Regions from separate parts of the Xenopus laevis genome. Here region 2 is linked to region 1. Evidence: chromatin contacts called from public Hi-C data. All regions are on one chromosome and are shown on one strand. The core of a region is the stretch at or near the end of the contact, and the rest is flanking DNA. Distances in the headings are between cores, read along the strand shown.

Evidence for each region. A called contact is a pair of places that touch in the nucleus more often than the background predicts.
Region 2: a contact with region 1 is called in a Hi-C map of the XL177 cell line, with 2.0 times the contacts expected there. The contact joins two enhancer-like sites.

Annotation. Positions count from the first base shown.
Region 1 is chr8L:46,697,528-46,704,032 of Xenopus_laevis_v10.1, reverse strand. bcorl1.L (BCL-6 corepressor-like protein 1) reads left to right here. Exons shown (of 14, transcript XM_018229887.2): 14 at 1-679. Among protein-coding and RNA genes, the nearest start is that of LOC108698908, 27 kb to the right of the region's middle. Within about 2 kb of position 3,997, at least 1 of the 7 cell types and tissues checked has an H3K27ac peak or open chromatin away from gene starts, as enhancers often do.
Region 2 is chr8L:46,754,855-46,761,359 of Xenopus_laevis_v10.1, reverse strand. No RefSeq gene overlaps it. Among protein-coding and RNA genes, the nearest start is that of bcorl1.L, 14 kb to the right of the region's middle. Within about 2 kb of position 2,294, at least 2 of the 7 cell types and tissues checked have an H3K27ac peak or open chromatin away from gene starts, as enhancers often do.

The sequences.
Region 1 (6,505 bases), core at 2,748-5,247:
GCTCACTCTTTATCTCCTAATGAGAAGCTCTTTCAAGAAATGAAATGAGTGACGTTTGCTGTCACTGAAGCCAGGCCAAAGCAACAGAACTTCTAGAAACGTGGTTTGTGGCCTAGAAGACTCCACTCTGCAGATATAAACCCAAGTTTTTGTGTGCCCTCCTACTGATAACATTCAAATCAATTAATGATTTGGCTGTTTGCTTGGGTTTCCAAGGACAGCCTGAGCCAGCAACGTAACTGCAGAATCTTGAATATGTGCATCGATGATGCAGATATAATATGGTCAGGCCTTGCCTACACCACTCGATTATGCTTCTGCCCTGCTTTCTTCAGTGGACACGGCAAATCCATAAGCAGCATGGCTAGAGACTGGGGAGAAGGAAAGTGTGTGAATGTGCTCAGGGCTCTTCTTCCCACCTAATCCAATGCTTCTTACTTTTTATAGTAAATGCTAATTTTAAAGCAGTTTGGAGTGAAAGGAACTTGCGCGACTGTCCGCTTCCACCAAGGAAAGGAAATGACAGTGCCCTTTTCACAGGGCTGGCCGTGTGTTGTTCCACGTTATATACGCGGCACTTTAACTTCTTTTGAACTGAGAGTTTTCTTTTTCTTTTTATTGTAAATGGTACAGTTTTATTGTACGGGTGCTAAAAAAATACAAAAAATATTAATTTCAAGGTCTAGACAATCCAGTTATTTAACGTATTGGTGGTGGGTTGGAATTTTTGTAGAAACCCGGAATCTATACTATGTAGCATGTTTGGGGGGGGGGGGCTTGGTCTCTAGAGATCTCCCTTGAGATCTTGAGCATTCAGGGGACCATACTGGTATTTTAGGGAGCCATATCCAGCTCGCTGGTCTCCAGTTGGATAGCCCTCAGTAAATGACAAAGATATTCGAGGACACAAATGAGTTCTGTGACTTTTAATATCTTTTATAACACACAATAAGCAAAATGTAGAATATATTTTGTTATCATATTCTCCAGTTAAATTTGTCGATTAGTGATGTCACTTTGAATCACATGGCTTATTGAAATGTCTGTATTATAAGGGATAATGTAAACCCTGTTGGAAAATAGGAGGAAGCTGGCTCAAGACCTGTGTAAAAGCTCTCATGGCTTGCATCCTTTCATTGTTTGAGGTTTAGCTTGCTAGTTCTGAACAAAGGAAATCCACCAAATGAAGGCATATAGTTTTTATGGAGGTTGGAGGAATTGAGGAAGGATATCATCGTAAAACCCCTATAGATATGTTTAAATTAAATCTGATAGCTGAATAATACTGGAAATAGTACTGAAAATCGAGGAAATGCCTAAAGCACAACATAGTTGTGGATACACTATTCTTCAGTGAGTCATGTGACACAACACTAAGTACCATTGTTAACTAATGATCTCATTAAGCAGCAAGGAAATATTTACTTGTGCATACATGGTGTCCAGTAATCAGGGATGCACCGAATCCTCAATTTGGTTTGGGATTCTGCTGAATCCAAGCCTTTTCAGTAAGATTTTGATTCTTTCGAATCCAGGTGCCTGGCCCAACCAAATTCGAACTCCAAAAATCATGATTACAGCTTCACGGTTAAGAAAAACTGTAAATATTTTTCCGTACATCATGGGGCTCATTTATCAAAAATCAAGTTTGTGTTTTTTCACAATTTGAGAAAAAAGCCTGCAAATATACTCAAGAATGTTATCAAATAATCTGTATTTATTAAAGAATAATCCCACAAAAACTCACAAGAGAAGAAATATTAGTTATTTTAAATCCTTGCTTTTTTAGACACTGCATTGCTAAGAGTCTAAACTTTTATTTGACTATCAGCCCTATAACTCAACAGGGATTTCCAATTAAACACTGCAGAATGCAGAGAATTTCCTGGCTGTTCCCAGAAGAATGCTCCTCCCCCTCCCCTGTGCCAAATTCCATCTCACTGGATCATCTCAGGGTCAATTTGGCTTATATGACCAAAGGGACCATGCCCATTTTATAGGTCACACACACTTTAACAAAAAAAAATCATTTATTAACTTAATTTAAAATCAGAAATTTGAATAAACCTCTTATTTTAGTGTGATAAAGCTTATATTAAATTTTCCTTTTTTTTGCAATAGTTCTCCTTTAAAGAAAACAGTACAACTGGACTTTTATATGATCCTGGCAGCTTTTAGATGACAAACTGTTTTCTTTGTTTTAATGCATAATAGGTTATGCATTTTTCGTAGTTTAAAGTAATTAGTATAATCCACAATTCTTGAGCTAAAAGATATGATTCAGGGAAAAGAAATAGCTGATGTATAATTAATTACAAAGCCATAAAAGCTCCAGCAATAAACGGCAGTAGAATGGAAAGGCTCAGTGTCAGTCAGCATGGCTCCATCACCAGATGTCACCTTTCCAACAAGTCAAATATATGCCCTGCCTAGAGCTGCCCTGGTCAACTGTTATTACTTCTAGTAGTGTTATGTGCCAACTGAAATGATAGGAAAGACAAGTGGCATCCCTATAACATGATGTACTGAGAACTATAGACAATAGCAACCCAATTGCATATTGTAATGAAATAGCATTTAAAAAAAAATGAGTAATTAGAAATGGGATCTTTAGAAGAGTAAACAGTAAAAGACATGGGATGTAATGTATGTTATATGAAATGAGAGGCAATGGGTACTGACATAACAGATATAGTATTTAAAGTTTAATTTAGATTACTCACAACATTTGGTAGGAAAAATTATGTCCTAAATGAATGCAATGTGCCAAATTCATGCATTATTCATCCTCAACACAAGGCACGATAAATACAGTGCCAATTTAATGTATAATGCCTCTGGAACACATGACAGCATACTTGCAGTACCAGTTTCATGTATAATATTCCGGTACACATGGTAAGTTTAAAATTGTGTTGGTTTCCTCTATAATATCACAGAGTCCTGATCGCTTCAAGAGTATTTCTCTATTCCCTGATACTTCATCCTCTGTCCTATCAACCCCCTTTCCCCTTCTAAACCCCCTTTCCCCTTCCTGTCTCGTGCTATGTCCGAACCTTTGTGTCCCCATTCTTTCTTTAGTTGTTCTCATTTCTCCACCCCTTCTTCTCCAACTTTGGTATATTTGTTCATTGTTCCCTGTGCTGATTATGGTCAGACCAAAAAGAAAAAAAGATCTGCTGTGATTAATTTTCTGGATTAATTTTACTGAAGGGCACTGGTTGGAATCCAAAAAGTGTCACTTACATCAACTACTATGGGGCTAGAGCAATTGAATTTGTGACATGCTCTTGGGGGTGATTTGGGAAATATTAATACCCAGCACTCACTTCCTTTTATCCAGGTGTATTTTGAGGAAACACACCATGGTAGATTGCTCACTCTGATGCAGAATGTAAGAATGCATGGGTATTGGTTATCCATCTTGTACAACAAGCTGCGTGTCAAGGGTTAGGTAGGGGGTGCTGTAGAGGTTGATGAGGAAAGGGTGAGTCCTTGAGGCTGGAGCTGTATGTGCCTAAGGGGACACAGCAAGGAAAAGGCAGGAACAGGGTAATGAGGGCATAGAATCTGAATGGGAGACAGGAGCAGACTAGACAGGAACAAGGATGGTGTGGGCGTAAATCGGGAACAGAAGGATAGGACGGTGCAGGTGTAGATAGGGAGCAGACTTGAAAGCATAAGAGGCAAGGTCAGGTAAGAACAAGGCAGAATAAGGTTGGGGCAAGACAGGATCAGAATAAGGCATGGTAACAAGGCAAGTAGGCTAGAGCAGGAACCTTTAGCTATGGGCAATGCCACAGTGCTAGTATAGGAACACGGCAGAAGCCCCACTCCTGGGGGCAAAGGACACGGCAGAAGCCCCACTCCTGAGGGCACAAGACAAAGCAGAAGCCCCACTCATGAGGGCACAGGACACGGCAAAAGCCCCACTCCTGGGGGTACTGTATTCAGAGGCAGCAGACCCTGCTGGGGAGCCGGTACAGGGGACAGCTGCTGGGGAAGCCCTTCTGTGGCTGTAGACAGCGGAGGCTGCTGGGGGAACGGCTCTAGGACTGTGAGCAGCAGAGGCTGCTGGGGAAGCCCCACTGGAGCTGTAGGCAGCAGAGGCTGCTGGGGAAGCACAACTGGAGTTGTGGACAGTGGAGGCTGCTAGGGAAGTCCCACTAGAGCTGTAGGAAGTGGAGGCTGTTGGGAAAGCCCCTCTGGAGCTGTTTGCAGCGAAGGCTGAGGAGTAGCCGGCCCAGGAACTGAGGCAGACAGCTGAGGAGTAGCCGGCACGGTAACTGAGGCAGACAGCTGAGGAGTTGCTGGCCTGGGAACTAAGATAGAAAGCTGAGGAGTAGCCGGCCTGGGAATTAAGATAGACAGCTGAGTGGTAGCAGGCCCGGAAACTGAAGCAGATTGCTGGCGGATAGCCGGCCCTAGATCAGGATCAAATTCATCTAGAAAAGCCAGCAGAAACTGAGCAGTATTATAGATTAAAGGGGATCTAATTCTCAGTAAGTTCTCTGCTCAGAATATAGCTTTACCTTCTATCAGGAAGAAAATTATGTTAGAAACTTGCTCAACTGGGGGAGCACTCAAAAGTGTTCTTTCTTGGACAGGAGCAGTACTTCCTCTAGGAAGATTACAGTATCTGCGAGTCAAAATAGAGTACCGAATCAGGCCCGAAGGCACAGGAACAGCCTTTGCAGACCCTTGTGGCCTGAGCATTCTGTCAAGGGTTAGGTAGGGGGCACTGTGGAGGTTGACGAGGAAAGAGTGAGTCCTTGATGCAGGAGCTGTATGTGCCTAAGGGGACACGGCAAAGAAAAGGCAGGAACAGGGTGATGAGGGCATAAAATCTGAACGGGAGACAGGAGCAGACTAGATAGGAACAAGGATGGTGTGAGCGTGGATTGGGAGCAGACTGGAAAGCAGGAGAGGCAAGGCCAGGAAAGGTCAGGTCAGGTAAGAACAAGGCAAAATAAGGTTAGACCACAATCTCAATAATTTCTCCAAAACATGCTATTCAATAAAAAAATATATTTTATTCACATCAGTAGTTAAAAAACATGTATAGTAATCCCTCTAACGCCTAACGCGTTTCATGCTTTTCATGCGTTTCATGCTTACCCAGCACTTAGTCATAGGCAGAATCCCTATTTTGATCTAAATAAAATAAGGTTAGGGCAAGATAGGATCAAAATAAGTCAAGGTAACAAGGCAAGGAGGCTATAGCAGGAACCTTTAGCTAGGGGCGATGCCACAGTGCTAGTATAGGTAGCCAATGCTCAGGTGAGGAGGACTGCCTTTATATAGGGCAGGGTCAGCCCTGATTGGCAGACCCCAAACCACCAATCAGGCTGCTGCTGGGCTATAGCTGAAAAGGCCAGGTAATAGATATTGAGCAACCCTGCAGACTGCTAACCTGGCCCAATGGTTAAGGTGCAAAGCCAAAAACCAAAAGGTCCCTGGCTTGAATCCCAGCAGAGCCTGACACTGTGGTGTCAAGCACAAGTGTCAGGCAGACAGAGGGGTGTGCAGAGGCCACATTGAAATTATTTCTCCTTCTTATACCCCTGTTTCTCTTGCTGGTTGATGCAATGTACATGTTAGGTGTCCATGTCCCTTTAGAGTATTGGGTCCTGGGTCCCTGTTCATTCTCATCATAGTGAACCACCAAATGGCTAATTGCTTTGGGGCTTTGCAAACTAATATATACTTCACACATTCTCTCTCTCAGCAAGGGATTTGGTTAATGGAACCAACTTTTGTTTCATAGAAACAACTCCATTCAGGAATGCTGTTGGGAAGTAGCTGCCAAACAAGAACATCGTTCCCGATATGCCCAGCTTGGAGTGGGTGATATCGAGTTGATCCGATTGTTTGCCTGTATCCCTGTCATTAACCAAAGTGTCAATCTTGGTGAGGACTGTATTAACGAGCTGATGCAGTTCTTGCCCTGACAGAGTTTCGAACCTGTCTGAATGGATCCTGGTTAAAAAGTACATTTTACTTTTTACTGATGTTGAGGAGGGTGGTTTTACGTACCATAAGAAATCCCAGTCCAAGTCCAAGGCAGATACTGCTTTTAAAGTGGGTATGGTTTAAAAACTGGCAGTGGTCTACACTGGCTCCCATTAACGGCCCTCCACCACGTAGACCAGAAAAGGCCCTCAGTACTACAGAAGTTGAACAGCACTGGCCTAGAACCATGGTTTGTTGCCAGTGTTTAAATAGATGTGGGGGAAGGTAGTGTTTAAAAATATTGAGTAATAAACCTTTTTGTTTTTATTTATAATTACCTAAGGGCAATAACATAAATAGATTAGTCATCCGCTAAAAATCTCCTCTGCTGCAGGCAACTAATATCCTCCAAATCACTGGTGGTAAAACACATGTTGTGCTTTGCTTTTGCTGAAGTTGCCTTAAGAGGAAACTTCTAAGAACTTCAGAAAAACAAAGCGACGCATATGTTTTACCACTGGTGTTTTTTTTAATGTAACTGTTCTGTTGTTTA
Region 2 (6,505 bases), core at 1,045-3,544, 59 kb before region 1:
ACTTGAGGGGCGGGACTGATGACATGGCAGTTAGCAATTGGTTGATTGCCATGTCATTAACTTCAATATCCTGTCCGGATTTCCTAATTTGTAAATCTGGACAGGTACTTTTAACCCGGACAGCCCTTCCAAAATCCTGGCTGTCCAGGTGGAATGCGGAAAGCGGACAGGTGGCAACCCTAATCTGCTCCCTGCCCCTGCTCCACTGATTTGAATATGATCAACCTGCATGCGAATACACACAGATCGGGTTGCTACCTTTTCTAGAAATAAATACCGGCCTTCCTATGTTTTTATGGTGTTTCCCTATACTTAACATTGCAATCACACAACATTTTTACCGACCAGGCCGGTGGCAACTCTACACACAGAGGAGGTCAGCCCAGAGGGTGGTGGTGGGGGGTGGTGGTGGGGCCCCGGGGTGGTGGGGGGCCCCGGCTGCACAGCATGCACCAGGGCTCCCAGCTGTTAGTTACCTGCGGAGCTCAGGCTTCGAATCTGCTCCTCTGCTGCTGCTCTGTCTGCACCCATATACATTTCCTAAACTCAGGTGCAGGCAGACATGTTGGATTTTGGTGCTAAATTGCGAGATATTAAATTTCGTTCCAAAATTCACGAATGACTGCACCAGAGCAGAGGCAATGTTTGTGGGTGCAGGCAGAGGAGCAGCAGAGGAATGGATTCTTTGCATTTGTTTCTCCGCAGGCTGAGATCCGCATCATGTGGCACTAGCCTTATATCCCATGTGGCCCACTTCAAGTCGCTGACTAAGAGCTACAAAGGAGGAAGTAGTATACTGGCTATTATTTTAGATATTCATTAACTCCAGCCTTTATAGCTTACATTTTTGGCTAACTAACTATAACTTTTTGGCATTCAGGATATGATGTCACTGACATAATATTGTTGAGAATGTAGCTTCATCTTATCAATTCGCCTGGCGAAACAGACTCTGGGGAAAACGTATTGTTTTCCTGAGCGAAAATTTGCCTGGCAAAATGGTGCAAAACTTTTCTAGCGCTGAGCTTTTTCACTAACGAATTGTCCTCTTTGGCTTTTAGTAAATTGGCGATGAAATGAGAGGAGCATACAGCAAATGTTGTGTGGTACCCTCGATATGTGAAAGATTTTAAGTACCAGCTGTTCCTAAAACAATGAACACTTAATCACCCTGGACAAATAACCACTGTGGATTTTAAGGATTAAACTGTATAGTGTATGAAGATAGTATTCACTTCAGATTTTTCTTGACACCCATGAGCAGACAGCAAGCACACTTGCCTAATGTCTCATTAAATTCTGCCACTGACCAATTTGGTGTTGCAAGCGGGATTACCCATGGGCTTGCTTTGCTTTAATATACTTGCTTATTCTAATCTCTGATAGATCTGAACACATAACACTGTTGACCTCTGTATCTCTGCACTGAGTTTTAAATAGCACTGTTCTCTTGATCTCTGCACTAGCATTGTTGCAAAGAATCATTATGTTGAGTCATAGAAACTGGGGAGGAAAATTTGGGTCATAGCCCTAAAAGGGTTGCTGATTAGTGATATAATTAGCACAAGTGCATCTGTTAAAATGGCTAAGCCACAAGTGATTGGTCCACCTGTGCTCATAAAGACAGTTAAAGCACTCTGCACTGCAGTAGAGACTGCAAAATGACTTTGGCTTAGTGCATTCCTCCCTGCCAGACTGTTGGTTCATCTGTCTTTGTAGCAATTGCTCTCTAAATACACCGATATGTATCAAGGATTTGTCATCTCATATGACTTATATATAATTTTACATTTTTTGGCGATATCAGAACCATGCCTTATTCAACTAAAGTTACAATGAATCTGTTTCAGCTGAAGGTGATGCTTTATTTTTCATTCGTATGTCACAAGCACTACCATTTTGTTGGAGAGGTGGGTATGAATGGAGGAGTACTGTTAGGGTCCAGCATTTTGAATGATGAAAACCAGTAAGAGATATAGTTTTTCAAAGCCTCACAATGAAATATATCCTTATACATTGTGCTTAGTGGCATCATCAGTTAAAGGACAGCTAAACGCTAAAAATGTGTAGAAATTAAGTATTTTATATACTGAACTTAATGCATTAATCTAAAGGTTCAGTAGTGCTCTAACAGTAATGATGCAGGTCTTATACAGACCTCTTGGATTTTTTTTTTGGGAGTGTCACTGGCACACAGGGCCACTATCAGGGGGGCACTGGGGATACAATCGTCCTGGGCCCGATGGCTTATATATGTTAAACGGGGCCAGACATGCTACATTTCCTGGATTAGCTGCCCCCCCCCCCTGAGTTGCGTAGTTACTGCTCTTTCAAATCATTTAGCAATGGTAATTTTTCATCCTGTCAGTAGGTGGCATTGTAATAGAGGTACATGTGAGTCTACCATTTGTAGCTAGAATTCTGTTGGATATGATATCTCCTATCAGTTCAAAGTACAAACATCAGATACTTTCACTGGCTTTATAAAATAGATTCAGAAACGGGAAGTGTATTTTTTGTGTGAAATTAACTCAATATGAAACTCAAGTACAACTTGCTTACTGAATTCAAATTCAATCATTGTGCACACATGTAAATGGAATTTGCAATGATTATTGTAAAGGCGTGGGCATCTTCTTGTGCATGGATCTTGCATATGTAACTTATGACTGCTTTGTGTCCATATATGTATGAATGAACATTAGGGATGCATAGATATTTCAAAATGTTAGATGATCATAACGCCTGAGTGTAGTCTGGGTATTGGCAGTAGTTGTAATTAGATGTAATTACAATTTTCCCTCAAACCAGCAGCTGCTAATTTATTATTTTATATATATATATATTTATTATATCTTGAAAAAGGTCCCAAGAGGGATCGAAACATTGGAGCACTGTGATGTGTGAAAAATAAAATCACTTGATTTATTAATAAGGGAAGTGCTGGCCTGGGAATGCTTTATTCCAAATTGTGCGTGTGTATATATATATATATATATATATATATATATATATATATATATATATATATATATATATATATATATATATATATATATATATATATATAAAGCCATGAATATCTTGTAAATTATATCCTTATAAACGGTGAGTTCTGATGTCATCAGTTATAAACGGTGAGTTCTGATGTCATTTCTGTCACATGACTCACTGAAACTTATGTATTATAATAAATAAAGTACCCCCAGTTGCAAAATATGAGGATATTAGAAGTTAGCTCTGAGTTCCATGACCTGTATAAAAACACTCGGCCTTCGGCCTGTGTTTTTATATGGTCATGAAACTCATCAGTAACTTATAATATCCTTATAATTTACAAGAGGGGGTACTTTATTCACTATATATATATATATATATATATATATATATATATATATATATATATATATATATATATATATATAATAAAAATTGCAGCAGGCGACGGCACTCCTAGGAATTTCACCAAAACAACAGTGGTATGAATCAAAGGTGAGGTTTAATAAATCCTACGTTTCGGTTCCTAACCGGAACCTTCGTCAGGGAAACAAAAGTTTGGTAAAATTCCTAGGAGTGCCGTCGCCTGCTGCAATTTTTATTATATATACTTTTGACTGGCACCCAGGGCGAACATGGACATGTGGTTGTGCGTTCCTTATGCCCTTCTTCCATATATATATATATATATATATATATATATATTATATATAATATAACTGTGCTCTATTGCAAAGTGTTTAGATATGTGTTTCCCTAGCCTTATGTTACCATAATAAGTATGCCTCTATGTCTCGTGACTCTTGTCCCTATACACTCATGCCTACACATTCTAATTTGCTGTTTGGCAAAAAGCTTCTATTTACTTTCTTTACCAGTCAGACTGTTATTGGTATAATCTATTGGTAATCTAATCAAATGTTCTGTGACTTAACTGTACAACTTAGAAATGCAAAGAAGTTTTGAATCTCAATTAAATCGGTTGCCTGCACCTTATGACTATGTGTCCCTTATTTGCAATAAACCCTTACCACTCCCATTAAATATTATAATACCATATTATGCTGGTTTATTTCGTTTAGGAAGCATGTGCTTAGTAACTGTCCCATACAGTTAATGATGCTTTTTCAACTCCTGACCGATATAGCATGCCTTTGAAAGAAATGGCTTAGTGGTTTGGCCCTACACTAAATTGTTCATTAAAAATGTACTCTGACTCATTTACTCCGCAAGCTTGTAAAGTAGTTTATGGGGACAAAATCCAAGGAAGAAAGAATTGTAGGAAGAGTTAAAGTCATATTTGCAGGTTTCTTTATACAGCTGAAAACATCCAAGTATAACACCTTAACTATGTACTTTGGCAAAGTCGAAGGTTCCACAGTGGTATGGAAAACGGCTGGTCTTGGAGTGCTTACAGTGTGAGTGCCTGTAGTGTTTTACATGGCAATCTGGATCAAGAAACAGTTACAAAGGACAACGGATATTGTTGACTTGTAGTTAAGAACAGAAGTACATATTCCTCTAAGGGATTTTGACACAGTTTGCCAAAGAACTGTCTTTTGACCCTTTGATAAATATGTTCCAAATTGCAGTTGTGGGTCATATGTTTGCTATAAAACCACTCACTCATTCAACCCTCTTTCTGACAATGCTATTGGATACAGTGTTTGGCAAATCGAAAGGGTCCTACTAGGATGGTGAATGTATACCATTAAATAGCTTCGCCACAATGGCAAGCACCTGCTCTTTTTTAGCTTCCAGGTATTGTACTTTCAGATCTTTTGAAAGTTAAAACACATGCTAACCCTACTCACCTACACTTCAGGAAAATTGTAAACCAGCCCAGGTCCCTATTTCTGCCCAGGATGATACTAATTGCCTAAAACCTACAAAAAAAATACAGCATAACGGTCCATGTTATCTCCTATGGAAATCCTATTCGACTCCCACACTTTCATGGGAGTATAAAGCAAAATATGAGCCTGTTGTATTACTTTTGCTGACCATGGCTTCAGTGAAATACTCCGCCCAGAGATGATCACTAACTGGAAAGGGCAGCAATAATGGTGAAATTAATATTAAATCCTCATATGAAAAATGAGTTGGTAATTTTCCACCATGATTCTACTGAAAAAAATGTTTGGGGAGTCACATGGAAGCCACATGGAAGGTAACGTCAACCTAAACTCATACACAGAATCATACCCCTGAAAATAAAAGCAGTAATGCATGATAAAGAAAATGTATCACTGTAAAACAGAATCATTCCTAACCTAGCACTATACAACAGGGCCAGAAATATGGGTAGGCAACAGAGGTGGCTGTCTAGAGCAAGCAATCAACCAATGGGAAAGAGGAAAGCTGTTGGGTGGTGTGGATGGCTGGGGTTGATTAAACTTGACATTGATACAAAATTTGATACAAAAGCTGTAATCTATAGTACTTCAATTATGCAGGAGAACATAAAAATATAGACCTTTTTTATATTCTATTTTGAAATCTGACATGGGGCTAGACATATTGTCAATTTCCCAGCTGCCCCTGGTCATGTGACTTGTGCCTGCACTTTAGGAGAGAAATGCTTTCTGGCAGGCTGCTGGTTTTTCCTTCTCAATGTAAAAGAAATTGTGAAAATTTTGAAATTAAGTAAAATTTTAAGTTTAATTTGTCTTTGTTTTTTTTTTTTGTTTTTGTTCAATACTAACGAATTAAAAAAAAAAAATTCCAGGACTTCAAACTTGTCACAGGGGGGTCAGCACCTTGGAAAGTGTCTGTGACCCTCACATGCTCAGTGGGTTCTGAGCAGCTGTTGAGTAGTTAAGCTTAGGGGTCGTCACAAATTTACAAATTTATAAGCTGATGTTACAAGGCTGATTATTAAATTCTGATGCTAGTTGCATTGGTTTCTGTGCTGCCACGTTGTAGTTGTCTGTATTAATTACTATTCAGCTTTATATTGTGACATTTGTATTCTATGCATACTGTATATTTTGAGTGTGTGCCTAAGCTCAGTGACAGCAGCACATGTGCAGTGAATCAGCAGAAAAGAAGATGGGGAGCTACTGGTGCATCTTTGGAGGCATAGATTTCCCCTGCTAAAGGGCTGTGGTTGCCTTGGGCTAGTACAGAAGCACAAAACATGATGTACAACATTTCTAGCTACTTCTTTACTTAAACTTTAGTTCTTCTTTAACAGTCATAGAGGGGGTGTGGGTACATTTTCCAACAACATCATACAGTGCATAATTTCAACGGTAAAGTACTGTATGCTTATTACCACCCATCATTGAGCATACATCCAAAACAAGGTTTTTGGGGAGGATATTTATCTAGCCATCTGCCCTAGATTTTATGAAACTTGTTAGGGCTCCCTATTTTGAGGTAGACTATTTGTTCAAGATTGCAAGTTTCAATCAAACAGTTTACCCAGTCTTGGACCTCTGGAGGGGCTCTACTTTTCCAGTTTTGCGTTATGAGTTTTTTACCTAGGAAAAATGCTTCATGGACA